Regions from separate parts of the Dromaius novaehollandiae genome. Here region 2 is linked to region 1. The links are chromatin contacts, called in public Hi-C maps. All regions are on one chromosome and are shown on one strand. The core of a region is the stretch at or near the end of the contact, and the rest is flanking DNA. Distances in the headings are between cores, read along the strand shown.

What was found. A called contact is a pair of places that touch in the nucleus more often than the background predicts.
Region 2: a contact with region 1 is called in a Hi-C map of brain, with 5 times the contacts expected there. The contact joins two enhancer-like sites. A contact is called at or near these places in 2 of 4 Hi-C or Micro-C datasets (brain and liver).

The regions. Positions count from the first base shown.
Region 1 is chr1:39,777,388-39,781,803 of bDroNov1.hap1, reverse strand. All of the region lies in intron 9 of NAV3 (neuron navigator 3), which reads right to left. Among named protein-coding and RNA genes, the nearest start is that of SYT1, 320 kb to the left of the region's middle. Within about 2 kb of position 2,348, at least 2 of the 2 cell types and tissues checked have open chromatin away from gene starts, as enhancers often do.
Region 2 is chr1:39,848,483-39,852,898 of bDroNov1.hap1, reverse strand. NAV3 (neuron navigator 3) reads right to left here. Exons shown (of 40, transcript XM_064509436.1): 17 at 3,055-3,543. Among named protein-coding and RNA genes, the nearest start is that of SYT1, 250 kb to the left of the region's middle. Within about 2 kb of position 2,443, at least 2 of the 2 cell types and tissues checked have open chromatin away from gene starts, as enhancers often do.

The sequences.
Region 1 (4,416 bases), core at 1,099-3,598:
ATGCTATCTTCCAAAAAAAAAGAATCCATTCCTGTTTATTTGGTTCTATCATCACATCTGGTTCACATCTATCATCAGAAAAGGATTAAGTGGTCTGGATCCCAGCTGGTTGCCAACACCCAACATCTGCACTGATGTGTTATGTAGCAAATGGGAAAGGTAAACACAGTACTTGGATGATCTGAATTGCCCTCTGCCCTTGACTATTGTAAATACAATCGATAAAGAGGGGCAAATAACTAATTCTCCACTGACTGTATGGGAATGTACGGTCTTACTTTAAAAGGACTAGATCTCCTCACAAGAACAACAGTACAAAGGAGTGAGGAGTGCTTTTACAATACTTAAATAAAATTACAAAGGATGGGTGAATCTGTTTACTTAGAGTAACCATGAACAGGAGCTTTCACTTATTCACATCTCTGCTTGCCCAAGATCAAACAGAAACTTTTAGAGATAGGGCAAATAAATACCAATTACAACCCTCTTCCTTTCCTCAGTGTTTCGTTTCGTTTTCAAAAACTTGGTGCAGCTATAGCCAGGAATGGAAGTTGATAAAACCCTGTGAGAAGAGGTACTTGTAAAAATTTCCATTCCAATTTGTAAACTTGAGGAGTGCGGTTAATTGCAGCACAAAATCCAGTTTCCTGGGCATAAGATGGCATTGGAATCTAAACCTTAAAGAGTAAATACTGAATAATAATGATCATATAATGCTAATAATTTTAAAATGTTTAATTTCATTCGTGGAAAGAAAACCTTGGAAACACAAACCAAATATAAATGTGATAGTGTTTTCTTAAATTTACAGGCAGCCTGTAATAACAGGTCTAAGAATGTGAAATGTCTCTTTTATCTTACTTTAAACTTAAAAGTGTAAAGACAATATAAAAAAAATTTGATTTGCTATCAAAACAAAAAACAAAGAAATTGCTGTACCGACTTCATTCAGCACTTTTCTGTTTAATTTGGGGAAAATATCCATGATTCTAACTATTAGGGGCAACAACAGAAAGTCCATAGAAGATTATGGATGTTGCAGCAGCGTGAGCTCTGCTTACGGCAGAGTACTTGAGAAAATGGTTATTTACTCTGGAAGTGATGGGCCAAAAGGCACTTGCTCTGGAGCGGGGAGGAAGCTGAGGGAGGCCTGAAAGAGCTGACAGAGCCCCATCAGCCCTCGGGCCACCTCACTGGAGCTTCCCTCAGGATGACCATGGCGATGGGCCCTCATGGACAGCCCCTCTCCTACCAGGTCTCCAGGGGGCTGCCGGTGGCAGGAGCCCTGCCCTTCGGTGCCTGGGGCCAAGGCCCCGCTCTTTTTTTCCAGAGTCCATCTTAGCCTGGATGGGCTGGGAATAGTCTAGGGGTAAAAGATCTCCAGGCAAAACTGCAGAGGTGCCCCAGCCCTTGGGGAGCAAGGAGGACCTGATATAGATCGAGTGCCTAAAACACAGGGCTGCTTTGTGCTAAGCCTGCCACAGGACACGATCCATCGGACCAAGCATGCAGATGCCTTGCTGCTTAGCTAAACCATTTTAGTTCAAGAAAAAGAGGAAAGTCATATTGTGAGATTTGTCTTTCCCTATACTCCTGCTTTTGCTTTTTTCTGTGGGCCGTATTAATCCTATGAATGAGTCAAGTGATCTCTCCAGGACTATGGCACAGATTAAGCTGCAGGCAAGGACACAGAAAATTAAGGGATTTTCTCATTAACCTTACATATTGGCCTTAGTGAATGGCCCTCTGTCCATTCATAACCCACTGCCTCTGAAAACAATTACGATCCTCGCATCTCTCTCTTCACAGGAAGGAAAGTGCAGAGAATTTCAGCGCAGTCAAAGCTCCCCTGTTGACATTTTTAACAGCGCTGTGCATCTGCAGTGCAGGTTAATTTAAGCAACTGTCATGAAAACAGGACAATCTGCTTTCTATTTTAATCATGGCAATCAGAGAATATATTTATCCCCAACTCACTGAGTTATATACTACCTATTTGTAAGAGCATAAAACACACTTAATGGCACAAATCCTGCTCTCAGTCACACCTGCAAAAGCTCATTCAATTTGATTAAAATAAGCCTGCACAAGAGTAATTAAGAACAGAATGTGGAAGACTACTTAAAAATGTCTTTAACACAGTCAGTAATATCCTGTCTCTAACGAAATAGTGAACCTTTAATAACCACAGATAACATCAAAGATTTGTTGGTTATTACTCGACATTCCAAAAGGTATCAGATGAATATGCTGCTTTTTTCCCAGCAGCTCTCTGAGGTGCAGCTGTCTTGAGCGTGCATCACCGTCATTGTAAGAGACTGGCAGGACCACATCTGGAATGTGAGCAGTTTGATCGCCCGTGTTCAAGACGCGAATTAAATTGGGAACAGCTGCAGAAAAGGGCTACTAGGGTGATTGTGGGGAAGACGAAACTCTTAGGAAAGGAAACAAAAGAGATGATTTGGTTTAGCCTCTCAAAAGAGAAGGAAGGGGATATGATTATTCCCTCATGTATTTAGACAGAGCAATTGAAAAGAGGGAAAACAGCTTTTTAAGTTACAGGACCATACCAGCAAAATAATAAATGGATGCAATCTCAACGTGTGGGTTGTAAATGGTTTCTAACAATGAGTTAGATTGGTGAGTGAGATTCTGGGGGAACCTTCCCATTGGAGTACTGGGGAATAACTAGATTAAAATGTAGTTGGGTTGGTTTATGAAAGGGATTATACAGTTGCCTGCAACAGCAGAAGACTGGCCAAGACTGAGAATATCCTTTTTGGTCTTGTATCCTACATTTTATTGATTATTTAATCAAAGGCACAAGGCCACACTCGACTTTTTGACAATGATAATTTAAAAGAATAACTTCAGATAATAAACAGCAACCAACTGAATTATAAGGCTACTGTTTTAACTCAGCATTAATCAAGTATGCATTTATAATGATCTCTCCTCTTACTGTCCCACTTCCTACCTCTCAAGCCCAAAACTCTACCCTGGAAACTCTGCTTTCACAATTGCTTGTAAATCAAGGATAAGAAAATGTGAGTGTTTTTCTAAACACTGTTTTTGCTGCAAGCAGAACTGGTGCGTGGCAATCTTTATTGCTAGCTACCATTGCATAATTTTGGTAGTGATTTTTGTTTTAACTTCACAACAGTAATGTAAATAGTGGAAACCAAGGAAGCACTGCAGTATAACTGAATCATCACATTTTTAGAGAGAGTTGCAATATGTTTAGCAGAACGATCTATTATTAACAAACACAACTAACTGATAGAACATCTTTCACTGAAAACTTCAAATTAACTCCACAATCAATCAGAATTAGCTTCTAATTATTAACACTGGACACAAATACGTCTTCAGCGATCACTGCAGATGATGCGTTTTTATGATCCTTGAAGAGTAATTTAATTTTTTTCCCTAAGCCAGCATACAAACATCCCGACTGGGCAGCTGGAATTGAATGTCACTGTGCCTCCAGAGGTAGAATCATGCAATAGCCTCCTTCCCATCTGCCACAGCTGTGTGGTTCCTATACACCCATGAACGTATGGCCCAGTAATAAACGTGTTTCAATCACCATATGGGAAAGGCAACAGCAGAAATACTTTAGTACCTGGTAATATGTTTATTGTACTGATATTTCCTTTCTCTGCCTCTACTGAGTGGATACTTTAGTCACCACAGCATCATCACATAATTTAGATTGGAAAGAAGTTCTAGAGGCCATCGAGTCCAGTCTCCTGCTCAAAGCAGATGTGGTTAGATCAGGTTGCTCTGGGTCTTGTCCAGCCAAGTCTTGAACATTTCCAAGGAGATATTCCACAATCTCTTTGGGCAACCTGCTCCAGTGTTTGACCACCCTCATGGTGAAAACATTTTTTCTTACATTTAATCAGTATTTCCCATGCTGTAACCTGCATCCTTCACCTCTCATCCTATGACCATTCATTTCTAAGCAGAAACTGGCTCCAGTCTCTCTCTATCATCCTATTAGATAGCTGAAGTCACCAGTTTCTTATTCTTTAGGGACAAGAGCATTGTCAAACCGGCTTTTGCAGTCTGACGTTGACACTGAAAGAGCAGTCTCTCTAAAAGATCTCAATTCAGACAGTGCTGAAACCTCTTCCAGATGTCTCTGTCATTATACCACAAATTGAGCCAAAGGAGTGAAATTTAACTGCTGTATAACACATATCTACAGCTCAGGATGATGAGTGGTCACCTCACTCTGGGCAGGAGCTTCTATACTTTTCGGCATTTCAGGCAATAGCACTTCCTGAGCATGGCACACCGCGGGGTTTAGACGCTGCAGGGTCTCCAGCCTAACAGTGGAAAAGAGACCCACTATCCTCCCACAGTGCTTAGTTAGGGGGTACATAAAATAACACTGAACTGCAGTATAAG
Region 2 (4,416 bases), core at 1,194-3,693, 71 kb before region 1:
GCTGGGCACACGACCAGCTTACAGCCCCTGACACACTGCCTCCGTTCTGCAGAAGAGCCACATAGCTAATCATTATCCATTTAGCATTTGTGTATCTATAGCCCACCCTGTTATACTCCTTCAATCTGTTATTGATAGCTACTCTTCAGTAACTCTTTTCCAACCTGGGCAAGCATCTTACTTTATTTTCCTCATTTGCTTACAGAAACATTATTTGAAACAGCACCTTAAACTTTACTAAGCTTCAGATTTACCACATCTAGTTTCTCTCCTCTACTGAAAAAGCTTGCTTTCCTGCAAATGAATTAAATCAGTCTCATTTGAAATGATGCTATCTATCACTAGTTTTGTTAAACATCCTCTGCATCTTCCCAGGACCGAGGCAAGGATGACTTGCGCACAGTCCCCTTGTCCTCCACCCTGACCCACCTCCTCACTCCCATTTCTGAGCACAGGCCCTACAAAACCTTTTCTTCAGCCCTTGGGAATCTACTCATGCATCCTAGTGACCGCAGGGCCATTTCAAACAGTGTCTGAAACAAGGAAGTGAAAATCTCATCTGGACCAGTAAATTGGAGACCTATCTAAGTAATCTTTAACCTGTCCATTCCCTTCTGGCATGCTTGCTGTTAGCACTGTTCAGCGATCAAATTGCAGTTAATGGTCAAATGAAGAAAAAAAGGCACTTCTTAGTATCATTGGTTATTAGCTCTCTCTTCCAACATTTGCTAGACTTTTTCCTAGTATCCTCATCCGCACAGAATTTAGGTAACTTGCTAGTTTTATCTTATTTTGCACTTTGGTCTGTCTGATGTTGTCCCTAAATTATATTAATATATATCACTATACAGACAGATCATTCAGTCTTGTGCAAGCCCTAGAGTAAGTGAAGAAAAAGAGTGAGCCTCTTTGCAGATAATTTCTTATGTCTCGCCAGACTACATCTAGCTTTGCCGAGGCATATAAAATATAATCTGAATGCCTCCACTATGGTTTACACAGGAAAAAAAGGACAAAATCTTTTGCCAAACATATCTGTCTCTTAACACAGCAAAACAATACTTCTATTGTGAAAAAATACTTTACTACTTGGAGGTTTTGCTGCATAAAACAATTTAGAAATAACACAGCACTTGTAGCAGACCTTTTGGAAAAATCAAACTGCAAAAACCCTATTGGAGCTATAATTCAAGGAATGACACCGTTTTCTCTAGATACATGTATTTGTTTTGAGGCCAGATCAACATGATAAATGCCTCTCTCTGGACTCAATCATAATATCCCCACATGGACAAATCTGAAAGTTAAAAATGTTGCCAAAGGCAAAGTATTTGGAACCACTGAAATTAAGTCACTGAACAAATACATGAAGTATTAGTAGTGGGGGTTGCTCAGGAGCTTATGCCAAGCTATTAACATTTTAAATGTGATGTTTAACATCCTCTGCATAAATATGATCTTTGGCATAAATTCAACATCCTTCCACATCATCTTATTGACCTCACCATTCCTATATGCAATAGTAAAAATTAGTGGAGGTTCCCATAAACTAAATATTAACAATTAGCTTTCCAAGAAATATTGTTCTATTCAGTTGATGGTACATGATGCAAATTACTATATAAATATTAAAGAGACAGTGCAAATTAAAAATCACTCATGTATCAGTGTATTTTTAACTACTGTTGTTATTATACATTAGACTCATACACACATACATTTTATAGTGTTGTAAGTATGTTAGTTAGAAGTGTGATTTTTAACTGATATAGCAATACCCATGAATGCTGCATAACAAACATAATGAAATGTGTGGAGAGTTTCCATCTAGATTTGACCAAGAATTGTTTAGGTTTGTTTTGCTAAATGCTGATTCACTGAAAGTGAAATCACTCAATGGAAAGGACTGGTAGTGAATAATCTCCAGTTTTATATGAAAGGGAAAAAGTTGTTAACACTGTAAATTTTTCACATGTATATATAAAAAAAATTTGTTTTAAATATTTGTGTTTTTTCTAAACAATTAAGTTTAGTCCTAAAATGTTTAAAGTATTTCTGACTGACTCAGTATAATTTGGGGGGAGCAGGATCAATGGCTAATGTAAAAATTCAATACTTACTTTTTGGTCCCTATGTGAGATAAGAATTCCTTCTTGAATCTTGAAGATTTTCACAGGAAATGAAAGTTACTTACTGCCTAGCAAAGTTTATTGTTTCTCCCTTACAAAAGTCAAATAAATATTTCACAAAAAAAAATTTTGGTACAACAGTGCCTTCTCTCAGGGTGGCTGTGCCACTTTAAAATATAATTTAAGTAGTAAAACATCTGCAGGTAAACAAGTACTTTAACAGAACAAACGGGGGAAAAGCCTTTCTTGCTTTTGCCTGTCTGTGACACTTGCCAGGACTGTGAGGTTCTCACCTTGTAAACTGCCTCCCGTGAAGTGAGGCTGCATTTTAGTGAGGAGCTCTGGAACAGCTACCGTATAAGAAACAATGTGACAGGACTGCGTATTTTAGGGCAAGACTATAGGTTCAGCTGAAGGCAGGGGCCCGCTAGCTCTGCCTGCGCTTTTGGTAGTGGGAAGAAAACTGGGGTGCTCCCACTTCTTGAGCAAATTCATTATCAAGAAGGCAATGATACAGCTTAGAGCCATCAACTGTCGGGAGAGAAGGTAGAGGGCTAGCATGCAGGTGTCATTTTGTGGCCATTTAGATGTGCCCTTAGTTAGGCAATTCTCTCTTTCCTGTGGCTCTTCTCCAGAACAAGGGAAGAAAAAAAACCTTCTCAAGATAGAAAAATGTGCTTGTAAAATCTTAAAAGGCAGTTGATCCCATGTCCAATGCCTGAGTTTACTTTCAGTTCTATTTTCTTCCTTCCTTTACTTTTAAATAAAGGACTAAGCTGCTGATTAAACAGTGTCCCTTTAGCAAAATAGGTGAACGTTTTTTCTTTTTCTTTTTCTTTTCCTTTTTTTTTTTTTTTTTTTTTTTTGTTCCTGTTCTTTTGCCTCTCACTGGTTTTGTGGTCACTGTATCTATAGGTAAGCTCACCTTTCCGAAAGAGTAGATCTGACGCTTCCAGTCCTCATGAGCAGGCTCTGAACCTCCTGAGTGCTTGTTGTCAGTCCAGAGAGAGAGCCATGATGGCTCAGAGGAAGGTCAATGGACTCGGAACTGGTGTGAAGGCTAGTCATGGACTGGTAACTTGGTGTGTCCTTACTGCCAGCTGAAGAGCTGCTCAGGTTTGCAGCCCACACAAGACCACCTGATGTGAAAGAGTGCACTGAGGCGGGACTGGAAGCCAAGGAGTGACTTAAGCTTACAACATCTGCATTTAAGTCCGAAGGTTTACTGAAGAGGGGGCTGCTGCTACCACTTTGCCCACCTGCACTGCCCATGCTGCCTGTACCCGAGGATGGAGATTCCAGGCTGCCTTGCCGTGCCAATGTGGTACTAGGGCTGGGCATTGCCGATGTGGGTTTCACACCTTCAGTACTGGGTGCAGAGGCAGCTTTACCACTTGCCTTGGCACCAAACAACCTAAATGTAAAACAAATAGCTTTAGAGAAACTGATAGCCACATTAAACATTCATGGCGTAACATCCTAAGAGCCAAACTACACATTTAATTACGGCTACTAAAATCATGCCTACCTAGTTCATCAATTGCATCTCAACATTAAATTCACTTAACCATATCACAATAATCCAGGCTTGTTTCATTAGCAACAGCTCTCATTCACTCCTATTCAGATATGTTCTTTTCACACACAGACCTTCCCAGAGAGAGTTAAAATAAGCACATTTTTGTCTTATTATTGCATAAACAGATTACGCTTTCACCCAGATTTGGGAGTTAAGCATTCCTACCGCCATTAGCTTTTAAACTCCTCACTTCCCAAATGAGCTAAAATGATGGCAATAAACATTTTAGAAAGGGCATCCTTCATAGTTTATCAAATGTCTGAGTATTTGTGTAAAATTTTCCTCTCGTTGCTCTTTTGCACAGATGGTCATGTGGTCATCAGTCATGTAGCAACTAGTCAGACAGAATAAACTGCACCAGAGCTAAATGTGCTCAGTTTGTTTCCAAGGGCAAGCAAAACAGATGTGTATTTCATATATTTCCTTCCAGTAATTCTAAAGAAGAGAATTTCTACAGTAATGATGAAAAAAAAAAAACCCCAAATCCTCTAAAACTGTTGAAGGTCATTTAATGACTTAATTTCTCACTGGAAATATTTTAAGCTGCACTTGAAGTGTAGCTCATAAATTAATATAAAAATAAATGCAAAACTCATCGTGGTGTAAAGTAAGCATGGACAATAATGTAAGAATCCATTTTACTTATTATCAAGCTCTATAAAAATCAACAGCAACTCCCTTAGCAGCCAGTAACTGGAGACGCTGTTT